Linked DNA regions of Sus scrofa: all the other regions are linked to region 1. Evidence: chromatin contacts called from public Hi-C and promoter capture Hi-C data. All regions are on one chromosome and are shown on one strand. Each heading gives the region's core, a stretch centred on a gene start, on an enhancer-like site or on the middle of the called end of the contact. The rest is flanking DNA. Distances are from core to core; before and after follow the strand shown.

The links. Promoter capture Hi-C pulls out the DNA fragments that hold promoters and counts their contacts. A called contact is a pair of places that touch in the nucleus more often than the background predicts.
Region 2: a promoter capture Hi-C map of fetal liver shows a contact between it and region 1, with 2.2 times the contacts expected there. The contact joins the promoter of TRAM2 here to the promoter of MCM3 in region 1. A contact is called at or near these places in 1 of 5 promoter capture datasets (fetal liver) and 1 of 47 Hi-C or Micro-C datasets (embryonic fibroblasts).
Region 3: a contact with region 1 is called in a Hi-C map of embryonic fibroblasts, with 2.7 times the contacts expected there. The contact joins the promoter of TMEM14A here to the promoter of MCM3 in region 1. A contact is called at or near these places in 1 of 5 promoter capture datasets (liver), 9 of 47 Hi-C or Micro-C datasets (alveolar macrophages, blood, brain and 6 more) and 1 of 2 datasets of contacts at active chromatin or transcription factors (alveolar macrophages).

What each region holds. Positions count from the first base shown.
Region 1 is chr7:46,101,882-46,105,821 of Sscrofa11.1, forward strand. It overlaps MCM3 (DNA replication licensing factor MCM3), which reads right to left and starts at 2,544. Exons shown (of 17, transcript XM_001924813.6): 1 at 2,340-2,544; 2 at 991-1,103; 3 at 100-308. The coding sequence starts at 2,417.
Region 2 is chr7:46,404,672-46,408,991 of Sscrofa11.1, forward strand. TRAM2 (translocating chain-associated membrane protein 2) reads right to left here and starts at 2,312. Exons shown (of 11, transcript XM_021098825.1): 1 at 2,026-2,312. The coding sequence starts at 2,145.
Region 3 is chr7:46,508,369-46,512,095 of Sscrofa11.1, forward strand. TMEM14A (transmembrane protein 14A) reads left to right here and starts at 1,356. Exons shown (of 5, transcript XM_005666469.3): 1 at 1,356-1,465; 2 at 3,578-3,662. The coding sequence starts at 3,593.

The sequences.
Region 1 (3,940 bases), core at 1,294-3,793:
AGCTCCCCAACCCTACTGCACCTTTCCTGCCTTCCAGCCTGCCCCACCCCACGTCTATCCCACCTCCATTCAATTAGCCCTCCACTCCAGCCCACTCACATTTAGTGACAATGCCCTCGACACACACGACACAGCTAAGGAAGCAGGAGGTGAGAGTCCGGGGAGAGACGTGCTTGGAGCCAAAGCTGCCCTCCAAACCTATGTAGAACTCCTCATACTGCTTGGCATATGTAGCATCAATGGAGGCCACAAAATCCTTTAAGGCCCGCTGGAAGGCAACCAGCTCCTCAAAAGCATTGTTCAGGAGGCTGCGGATAGGCAAGAAGAAGAATCATTAGGCAGAGAGGGCAGAACTTGACAAACTCAACCTACTGGAGTTCCCGTCATGGCTCAGCAGTGAGCGAACCTGACTAGCATCCTTGAGGATGCGGGTTTGATCCCTGGCCTTGCTCAGTGGGTTAAGGATCTGGTGTTGCTGTGAACTGTGGTGTAGCTCACAGACTTGGCTCGGATCCAGTGTTGCTGTGGCGTAGGACAGCGGCTACAGCTCCAATTGGATCCCTAGCCTGGGAACCTCCATAGGTCACAGATGCGGCACTTAAAAAAAAAAAAAACTCAACCTACAAAACAGCAGTAGACATTTTTAGATAATCAAAGCTTAGGAGTGAAAATCTGGCTTCTACTTTCTCCTGCCATCCTACAAGACCCAGTAAAATACACCAGAACTGAGGGCCAACCTTAATTCAACTTATCAAAGACAGAGACATGATATATAATTAAACACGGTAGGAAGGGCTCTTGAGAGGAAAATGCCTACCACCTACTTTGGAAAGAAGTAAAAAACATAAGAGCAGGTGAGGTACTAAGGGCTTCTAGGTCAGAAACATTTCATCCAGATCCTCTGCTGGGAAGTCTACTCCAATCCAATGAAGAGAAGGGAGCCATTCTGACTCAGGGCCAGGATGTGGCGGTGGACACCTAGCCACTCACCGGTTAGCCCTCTTCTCATTCTTCCTGCGAAGGTCATTCACATTGACAATCAAGCGGTACTGGTTGTCACTGATCAGCTCCCGAACTTTGCTCTGATAAATTCCCTGATCTTCCTGCAAAAGAACCACCACATGTCACAACGGCCACAAATTCAAATATATGATGCTTTTAAACAGAGGCAGCTCTCACAGCAAGATAAATATATCAATCTCTGCAGCAGAGGTGAATCCCAGTTCCTCCCACATTTTCACTCACTAGTCTCACATTCCAAAGACACCTAAGAGACCAGTGTATGAATTATGACTTCCTCAAGACCCATGCTGTAATTCCTATTATCACCAATAGCTCTTCTGTGTGCAGTCATTTCACAACCTTTACTGGGGAATTAAGGACAAGTTAAGGGGAAGGAATAAAGTAGGTGTCTGGGATTAACAGATACATACTAATATATCTAAAATAAACAAGGACCTACTGTATAGCCCAGGAACCATACTCAATCTTATAATAATGTCTAATGAAGAGGAATCTGAGAAAGAATATATATATATGTGTATATATACACACACACACTCATATATAAAACAGAATCACTTTGCTATACACCTGAAACACAACACTAAGTCAACTAGCCTTCAATGTAAAAAATATTTAAAAACTAAAAAAAAAATTTAAAAAGAACAAGTAAAATCCTTGTTAAAATGCAAATTAAACAGACTTTTAATACTCAAAGTGACTTTTCGTTGCAGAATTTTGTCTGGAATTACTTTATTTCCCCAATCATCTGCATAATATAGAGTTCCCATATCCGGACATTCGCAAACAGAGCACTATCAACCCTTCAAGACGCTTTAAACAACATTCTGTGGCTGTCAATCTTAAACTGCATACAAACCCCCCTTATTTGCACGCCAACACTATTTCTCTCCGTCCCAAAAGGTAGGGAAAAAGGAACGCGGCCAAATAAGGGAGTCGTTTCCTCCGGCAGGAAAGTCAGCCACTAAAACCTGGGGACCCTATAAGTCTGCAGGTCACTACCATCACCGTTCTCCAGCGGTCCTTCCCCGACCCTCCCTCCAAATTAAGAGAGCAGGGAGTGAAAAAAGTCAGCGTGGCCTTTGCACTTGGTTTGCGCTTGGAGGAAACCTGCGCCTTTCGCGAGACCCGGCCATCATTTGTACTCTGCAAAGCCACAGGATTGCTCTCAACCACAGACTCCGCTGCCAGAAAGGCTACAAGATCAGGGCGGAAGGTCCCTAACCTCCGTCCCGCCGCCGCAGCCTGGAGCTCCGCGGTCTCCCTCGGCCTCAGTGCGGCCCCCGGGGCTCCTGGACCACCCAGCCCTCCCTTACCTCGTCGTCCAGGAAATCCAGGTAGTCTCTCTGCGCCTCTCGCAGCTCCACATCTTCCAACACCACGGTCCCGGCCATGCTCGCTGCTAAGGAACTCCTGCCAGCGGAGCCGCGCGAAAGAGCCTAGCGTAGCCCCGCCCCGGCGCGAAAACCTCTCTACTTTTCCCGCCAACAAAAGTAACCCCAAGGAAGGGGTGGGGTATTTGGGAGGATATATACACTCTGATTGGCTGGTTATTCCTACGCGAGAACAGCGAGTATCCAATCGAGGACGGCTTCTTCTCTAGGTTTTCTCTGCGGCTCCTCCGAGTGGCGGGAACTGTGCTAGCCGGGCCCCTCCTTACTCCACCTTTACTGACAGGAAAGCTGACCAATGAGATGAGAGGAGGCTCGCAGAGCCTGCTCCTTGGGCAGCCGGAGAGCCAGCGAGACCTGAAGCGCTGCCTTCTGGGAGTCGTAGTCGTCCCTCTTTTTCCTCAATGTTTTACCGGGTGTTTTCTGGTTGCGGTTCCCCGACCTGCCACTGAGTGAAACTCGGCCCGGCGATTGGACTGAAACTAGACTAGACGTCAGAGAATGTGAGTTTAGCATGCAGGGAGAAAAAAACACAAAGGCAAACCGTTTTTAAAATATATCCAATATATATCAGTTGTGCTATAGATAGGTTTTTCAAACGCCCTCTAGTGGCATTCGGGGAAAAAGTGAATTTCGAGAATCTAGGGTGGAGAATAGAATCACAGCATCTTTGGGAGAGGTTCTTTAGTTCAGCAACTCATTTGCTATCTGAATACCGTGGCCTGAAATACCCCACAAAAATATTAGGCCGCGGAAGAGAGGAACGTGAAAGAAAAATTTTCGCGACGTTTCCCCACCCCCACCCCAGATGACCTCGTGTTTTGTAAGAAATTATGGACGTAATTACTACACCATCCTACTCGCAAATGGGTAAGTTAAAGTCTTTCTCGCCTTATGAGAAGTTCACAAAATCTTTTTTAAAAACTTAGCTTATGGAAAGGTAATTAAATAGAAGGAGAAACAAAAGGTGTTTCACGCCACTCTTAAGTTTCAGTCATTAATTAAAACAGCAAATCTGAAATTATAAACAATTAAAAGACCGATTGCATATCGCAGGAGGTTTTTTTGGTTTGTTTTCTTTTTAGTCTTTTGCAGTTTGTTTATATTTTGGGGGTTTTTTTGAGGTAAAATGCACAAATCTTACATCCATTTCAATGAATTTTTTGATGTGTACACCCTTGTAACCACTGAATGCACAAGGAGCAGTCCCATTGCCCTTAATTTCAGTGCACAGGACTAAACACCTGATAATTCTATATCTGAAATTTCAGTTAACTAATCATGTTTTAAGGTTTCCAGGATTCACTATGCCCTGCTAAGTATTTTAAGTATAATCTGCCTAAACAAAATTTCTATGCCATCTATTTGTATGTATGTATTATTTAGTTGTTATAGTTTATACTTTAGTTATCATGTTTATAGTTACCGTATGTTTTGTGTCATCCTAGGGAGCAGATATATAGATCCTTACTCAAAGGGAAAAGGCCTTTATCTGGCTGCTTGCTTTTGTTTATATTAATAGGCAA
Region 2 (4,320 bases), core at 1,062-3,561, 300 kb after region 1:
AGACTGGTGACAAGGCACTGGGAGCCCTCTTAGAATGGAGGACAGCAAAGAGATACAGAGGGCATTGGCTCTGTACACAACACAAATTCTCTGCTATCCCACTAAGCTACTACTATGATAAACAAAAACAAGGTTTCAGGAGCAAACCACTAGCTTTTACCATTGGTAGAATCTGTTATGGCTTTTGCTGCTCATGTGATTTCAGTTGAGCTTTACAAGGACCCTGTGAGAGAGAGGTTTTACTAATCTTTTTAAAGATGGGAAAACAGGCTGCAGTCGGTTGGGTTTTTTTTTTTTTTTTTTTTTTTTTTTTTTGTATTTTCTAGGGCCGTACCCATGGCATATGGAGGTTCTCAGGCTAGGGGTCTAACCGGAGCTGTAGCTGCTGGCCTACACCAGAGCCACAGCAACTCAGGATCCAAGCTGCGTCTGTACCCTACACCAGAGCTTACCGCAACGCCGGATCCTTAACCCACTGAGCGAGGCCAGGGATTGAACCTGCAACCTCATGGTTCCCAGTTGGATTCATTAACTACTGAGCCACAACAGGAACTCCAGCAGTCAGTTTTTTATTTCATCAGACTAGTGACAGATCAGTGACTGGGACAGGGGGATGATCCTGGCTTGACAAAGCCCTGGGTACACCACGAGAGCTGTGGGCACGGGAGGAAGGAGTAAAGCAGCCTGCAGACCCCAATCCTAGGCTCTGGGTTCCTTTCTACAGACCCTTAAGCCCAGCCAAAGACACATGCACACATCCAACCCTGACTCAGCCACCACCAGAATGTCCCCAGCTTAAGGACAGCTTGACTGGCCAAGCAAGGCCCTTGTCATCCTTAGAGAGTAGATAGGGAACCCAGAGACAGAGGAACATGGAAGAGGAAATTAGCCATGCCAGGAATCAACCATCTCGAAAGCAATTTATAGATAGATACAGCTTCCTAACTCTTCCCTGAGAATCCAGATCAGTAATTTTACCCAGAATGGAGGACAAGGTGCTGCAGAAGGGAGACCACGTGGGAGTGACAGAGTGTCACCCAGGTAACTGGCCCCTGAGACAAGACAGACCACCGCAAACCCTATATTCAGTGTTCACCAGTTACCCCCACTTCCAAATACCACATCTTTCTGGCGGTCAGGAGTAGGGAGTCCTCATCAGCTGCTTTGGATTCTGACCGCATTGGGGCTTTCTGAAACTCCCTGTTCTAGGAGGCCTGCCCCAGCCGTCCCCAGCAGAGCCCTATCTCCCCCCCCCCGCTCCCCCCGAGCTATGAGAGAATCATCTTTCCCCTAAAAGCAGAGGGAATCCCTGGCCCTCGCCTTGCTCCAGTAACGGGGAGACGCTCTGGGTCCATTACAGATGGATCTAACGGAACAGTCCACGGGATGATACAGGGTACTGAAAACTGGCCTTTTGGGCAAGGACGAAAAAAAAAAAAAAAAAAAAAAAAGGAGGGGGTGGCAAGAGGACCGCAGAAGGGCACTCTGGGATAGAGCCAGAGCCACACGTGAACACCCCGAGTACCTGAGTACCGTCCAGAGTTGTGGATGCAAAAGACCCTGAAAATCAGGTAGGAGGTGGAAAAGGGCCGGGGTCCCTCCCACTGTAAAAGCCTAGAGGAGCTGGCAGACGCCGCTTGGGAGGGGGAGTTGTGCAATGACTGCGGGGCTGGGAGTCTCCCGGCTTGGCTCCCGGACACCAGAGCAGAACCTCCGTTGGTCCGGCCAGGGTGGCAGCGCTGCGGTTGGTTCTAGGCCAGGCTTAAGATTCGGGACTGCAGAGAGCGCTGCAGGGCACGGTGGGTGCCTAAGGGGGCAGCACAGCAGGGCGGGCGGGCACGGCGCGGAGCTGGCGGCGGTGTCTGGGCTGCCCAGGAGGCCGAGGGGCGCACAGTGCACAAAGCCGGGGGTGCGGGGAACCGACAAGGCGTCTGGGAACCCAGGCGCAGACGCGGACCCCGGGTACTCGCAGGGAGACGCCGGGCGGCGCGCGAGACGGGCGCTCTCCGCTCCGGGGTCGCTCACCTCGAACATAAGCCCGATGAGGACGCAGAGCACCAAGCAGAAGCCGATGTCCGCATGGTTGTGAATGACGAACTCCTGGCTGAAGAGCGGGTAACTTTTCGTCCTCCGGCGGAAAGCCATGGCAGCGGGCGCGCACGGCCGGCGGGGCCCGCACCCGGTGCTCACGAGCGGCAGCGCAAACTTCTCCAGCCCCCGCCCGGTCCGCCCGCAGGCCCGCAGCCCGCTCGCCCTCCCGCCGCCGGCCCGGAGCCCAACAACTTCTGGGGCCCGCCCCCTTCCTCCGCCCGCCCCTGCCCCCGCCGCCCGGAACCGCCCCCAGCGCAGCCCCCTCGCAGCCTGCGGCCCGCACCCTGCGCGCCGGACTCGCTCCGGCCCCGCCCCCTTGCGCGCTTAACCCTTTCGCCGCCGGGGACGCGCGGGGGCGGGGCCGGGGGCGGCGCGCGCGGCCGAGTTCCTCCGGCCCCGCGCCCGCGCCCCGCCGCGTTCTCGCCGCTGCGGCTCGGCGGCCCGGCGAGCCAGGGGAGTCGGCGGTGTTTGCGCGCGGACGCCGGTCCCTGCCCGGACAGGAAGTGGGTCCGGGTTTCCCACTCCTCGGAGCCCGTTCCTTCCTCCGCGGGAAGGGCAGGGCGACGAGGCCCTGAGCTGGCCGGCGGAGTGGGCCGCACGGCCGGATGCTCCGGGGGGTACGGGCTGTGGCCCTGGGGGCTGAGAGCAGCGCCAAGTTCGGGGCAGGGAGGGGAGTTTCAGGCCGGCCTCCTCGCTGGCCAGAGCGCCCTGCACGGATGATAATGAATGGACGGTTAACTAAGTATTTTTTGAGAGCTAGCGCTGGCTAGGCATGGCTCAGATTGTTGGGTATATGCTGCAAACAAAGACCCTGCCTTCGGGGAGCTTTCTTTCCAGTGGGGGGAGTGGATAGATCGATGCAGTTTTGCTCCCTTAACTTTGGAGATCTTTGTACTACTATAAATTAGTTTTACACGTTTTACTCAAAGCCTGCCTTCGGTATTATTTGATCTGAAGAAGTGGAGGGATAAACACTGAAGAAGAAAACTTTCTCGCTGAGTTTCTGTTTAATATTAAGTTTTAAAAGTACTCCTGGAAAGAACAAAAGGTATTTTGCATTATTTATATTGGCAAATATTGGATTTATTCCTACCAGTATGAAGGAGTCGACTAATTACTTTTCAGATGTACACAAATAGAAAATGAGCAAAAAGTATTTAATTTTTAGTCTCTTTTTTATTAGGTCCACAGCTATTTCACTTCTCAGTAAATACAATTTCTTAGAAATGGCACAGTGTATGAAGTGTGATTGAGTCTGGACTTATCTGGAGTTCCAAGATAAATTTTCCATCTTAAGTTTCTTGACTTCAGTTTCAGACTTTAATACCTTTATCTGACTTAAGGAAATGTGGAAGTCATGTCTTTATTGGACTAAGCCTAGTTTAATATCAAGACTGACCTTTCTTAAAGATGGATCTTAGTTGTGTGACGAACAGAAAGATCCAGAACTCTGGAACATCTCAATTTTCCATCTGTAAAAAGGTGTTCAAATCTTCAACCTCAGTCACATCCCTTAGGTTGAACCCCATGAAAATGATTTGTTTATAAGTGAAAAGTGAAATACCAGCATTTCATGTGGTTCAACCTAATAGTTCCCTCTTATTTCTGCATGACCATTTGCAGAGGCTGTTGTGGTGGGAATTTCTTGCAAAAGGTGGGATGTTTTAAGAGTTGAACTGGAAAGTTCTGGGACATAGTTAGATATTATAACCTCCACATTTATAAATGAGAAACCTGACATAAAGGGATAGGTTAGGGCTTAGACTGATAACTGCCAGCTCTGGGGCCTTTCAAATATAATTGAACGACCAGACATAGGGTTCTTAACTGTATGGCTTGATATTTGATTACTTTGAAACCCCATGGAGGAAGTCCTGGATACCTGCTTCAGCCATCACAACCATCTCTAAGTCCTAGTTGCAAGATCACTTTAAACCCCAAATGGATCTCTTTCCAACCCCTCTCATGCAGTCAGTCATGGAGTCCCATGAAGTCTTACCTATCTCCCACCAATTCTCATCTTCATCATTCTTCACCTGGCCCACACTAATTACCCATGGGTACCCAACCTCCAATTCTCCTTCTTAACACATCATTCCATTAGAAACATCTACTGAACACCTACATGCTGCCAGATGCTATGCTAGTTACTGAAGACAGAAAGATAGGACAACCCCTGTTGGTGGTTTTAAGATATTTCCTCAAGCTCTTTGATATTCCTCCCTTTAA
Region 3 (3,727 bases), core at 106-2,605, 410 kb after region 1:
TGTCTAATATATGACAGCATCCAGCGTGCTTCAGAGTGTTTACAAATGATGCATGCTGTAGACAAGGACAGCCTTCAGGATGAATCTATAGATACACAGGACCTGATTGACAACAGCTGGACTATCAAAACAAGCCTGTGGCTAAGAAGTGGGTGGAAATTTTTGGAGAAATGGAAGCACATTCCTACAAATCTAAAAATTGCTGTTGCTAGTCAGTAAAATGCTAAGTATTCTAGTAAAGTCTGTCAGTGGGTCAGGCTTTCAACCTTATCCTCCCTTTTGCAAAAGCCTAGAGGGGCTGAGAAGGAGAGCTGGGAGCACTCAGCCAAACTCCAGGGTATCACTTCCTTCATCCACATTCCAGCACCTGCCATCAACTCTTCCTTGACTTTCCTGGAACCTGGTTAACTTCCTAGGCCTACCTTATGCTTCTCCTAAGTTAGATACAGTCACGTTCCTTCCCTGAAGCATTTTTAAGCAGAAGGAGTAGATTCAGCAAAGTTCACAAGATTTACTGTATATTCTTAGGTTTCCTTTTAAAAGAAATTCTATTATTCCTAGCCCGAAGCACCCCTAGAGCAACTTGATGACTCCTAGATGACAGCCTGTTATGTAAGGGAGAGGGTTGGAGTTACTGGATTGTGGCCTAGAAGGCAAAACTGGAGTGAAATGAGAAGTTGTATTTAGAAGGCACGATGCCAGATCAATCTAAAGCTCATTCCTGGGGATAGATTATCCTGAAACTAGACATGATTTCAAGTGCCTTACACTTCTGGCATGGTGTACCTTTCCCTTCTGGTATTTAGGCCCAGCAAATCCTGGGTTTGAAGTATAAGACCGGTTTCCTGGTTTCCCCTCCGCATCTAGATGACCTCGTAAATGGGCGGTGTAAGGAAGGTTGCTCGGGTTTCGAAACTGGACAGCCTGGGTTCTAACACTCGCACCTCTCTTAGGAGCTGAGCCTGAGGACAACGAAATCCTTTCACCTTTCTGAACCTTAGCTCCCACCGTTGAAAATGAGGACAATCTACAGGAGAGTATATAAAAGGCCTAGGCTGCTGGAGAAATCCCACAAATGCCCCTTGAATGATGAAGGAACTTCTTCATGGTTAAAAATCTTTCGCCTTCTGGAATTCTTGGTACACCCAGACCCACTCCTTGCGAGTGCTTGTCAGTCCCGCCCCGTCCGACAGAAAGCAGCAGATCCTGGCACCAGGGCGGAAAGCCAGGCCGCAGGAGCGAGTGACCGAGGGTGGCCGCGGCCTAGGATGCTATTGCCAGAGAGGGCTGCAGATGGTACAAGGAGAACCATCCTACACAAACCCGAGCTGCGGAATGGTGGGGGGGGAGGCGCATGCGCACAGGGGGGGCGGGGCCGCCCGGAATCAGCGGCCCCGCCCAGTGCCGGAGAGTAGTGCCCAGAGTCGGAAGGCGCAGGCTTTTGAGGTCAGCTTCCTGACTGCAGGTACGAAGTTTTCCCGCAGCTGGCTCCCGACTTTTCTCTTTTCAGCCGCGGGGAGAGCTTGGGGCTGCAGGTGAGCTGTACGTCTCGCAACTTATACCTTCCTGCCCGTAATTTAATGCAAAGGCGCAGAAATAGATAACAATGCGAAGAACCTTGGGAGGATTTTGCAGGGGGTGGGGTCAGCTCTCCCGGGTATCGCTTCTCTTCTGCCTGGGAATTCTCCGAATTTCTTCCTTCCACGGCCCTGAATCTCCCATTTGTCCTCCCTGGACACTTGTCCTCCCTGGAGTTCCTGGAGCTACGGAGAGGTGGGGAAGGGGGTGGAGATCTTGGACCATCACAGAAATGCTTGGCGAGGTTTTAAAACCTTTCCTGCACCAACCAGACTGCACTCGAAAATGTCTTTCGAGCCCCAAGGAGTTAAAAGGTAGGTAATTATTGATCCTCAGCATGTGAAAATGCTTTTTATATAATGACTTGCGGGAAATCTCTTAGTGGGTTCGTCAAATTTTGCAGGGCTAGGGGCAAGGCAGGGCCGTGTCACCTGGTTTTGTACGTTGTGCAGTAAATTATTTTGCCGCATTGCACCCAGGATGCTTTCTGGCTCTTCCGAGTGCTGGGCAACCGATGACACTGAGAGCACGTGATGCGTTGGGCATATTGTCCCCACCCCTATCCCTCCCAGGCTAACGCAAGCCTCTGGTTTTACTGTGTGGTCCTAAGCAGGTTATACGGTCCTGCTACGGAAAAGGAGCGCCAGGGCGGATTGCTTTTTATGTGAATTTTCGCTGTGAGCACGGAAACTTCTTACAAGGATTGAGAATAGATTATTTTGTCTTTGTAGAGCAACACTCAGTTCATTGAGGAGATAAAGGGCTTTTTTTCCTGGCAGTGGAGCTACACGGAGGGTGGCTCAGTTACAGAATGTCTTCAGGCCAAAGTTATTGCTTTGGTTCCCTAGCTCATTCACTCATTTATTCAGCATTTGCCTTGTGCACGCATTGGGCTTGGCGCTGTGGGAGAGGAAGATGAGTTGAACCTGAGCTTAGTCCTCAAGAAGTTTGACTGGCCCAGGGCAGAGATGAGTTCAACAGAAGTAACTCTACACTAAGTAGAGGGATGGGGCCTCAAAAGAGGATCAGAGGAAGAACTGCGAAGCTCAGAGGAGGGTGAAGAACTGGCCTTTAACACCAGATGATTGGATTAAGGAGAAAATTAGGTCCCTAAATTACTTCTGGGACTAGTAGCCGCTAGTAGTCACCTGTGGTCAGCACAGCTTCTCCTAGGTCTTAGAGAATCCTGGGAAGATTTCAGTGGAACTTCTGAGAACTTCCCACCCCTGGATGTTTCAGCTACTGCTGCGAGTTACATTGGCTGTCACGGTCACTCAGTTAACCTCGTGCGTGCCAGGACTGCGTTTGTCTTTTAATGGTTTACCATGAACTAAGCGTGGATGTCTCTGCCACCAAGGGAGAGCTGTCTCACAGCAAAGCCAGGGCAAAGCACATGTTGAAAGGGGATCTTTGGTTCAGTCAATAAGCAAACGTCCATGTTATCCCTTTCCTGTTCTTTGGTGTGAGGAGGAGGGGGCACAAAGATCTGTACAAATATGAAAGAATTATCAGGCGAAGCTGCTGAAGTCAAGGAATTCGAGGGAAGAAGAGCAGGTGTTCCAGACCAGGTGGACGGTGCAGGCTGGAGCGGTTAAGGAGGTTGGGGGACGGGGGGCGTCTGAGATGGGGCACAGGTGCAAAGGGAGCTGGGATTGGAGGTGAGGGAGGGGGGACCTTCCAGGCACGGAAGTGCACAGTGGAGATGGAGGGGTCACAGCCAGGGCAAAAGTCCTTCTGGGGAAGTAGAAAGGAGTAAACAGCTGAGGGCACAGCAGGTCTTCACCAGGAGAGGAGATGCCGCCTCAAATGGTGCTTGAGAGTGATGAGGACTGGGGTAGCGCTGGGTGGTGGGATGGGTGAAGATCTAGGTGCCCTCTTCTTAGTAGACTGGAGAGATTAATTTCTGTAATTCTGTGGAACACGTATCATTTTTATACACACATGCTCCCCCAAAGTCTTCTTGTTGTGTAAAATGCATCCCTTCCCTCTTGCTATATAGAGTTAAACCTTGCCAATGGACCTGATTGGTTTTGGTTATGCAGCCCTGGTGACGTTCGGAAGCATTTTGGGCTATAAGCGGAGAGGTAAGCCCCAACCAGATTTTTCATCCAAGGGACCTAGTGGGAGGTCGATGTTTGTGTCAGGATCA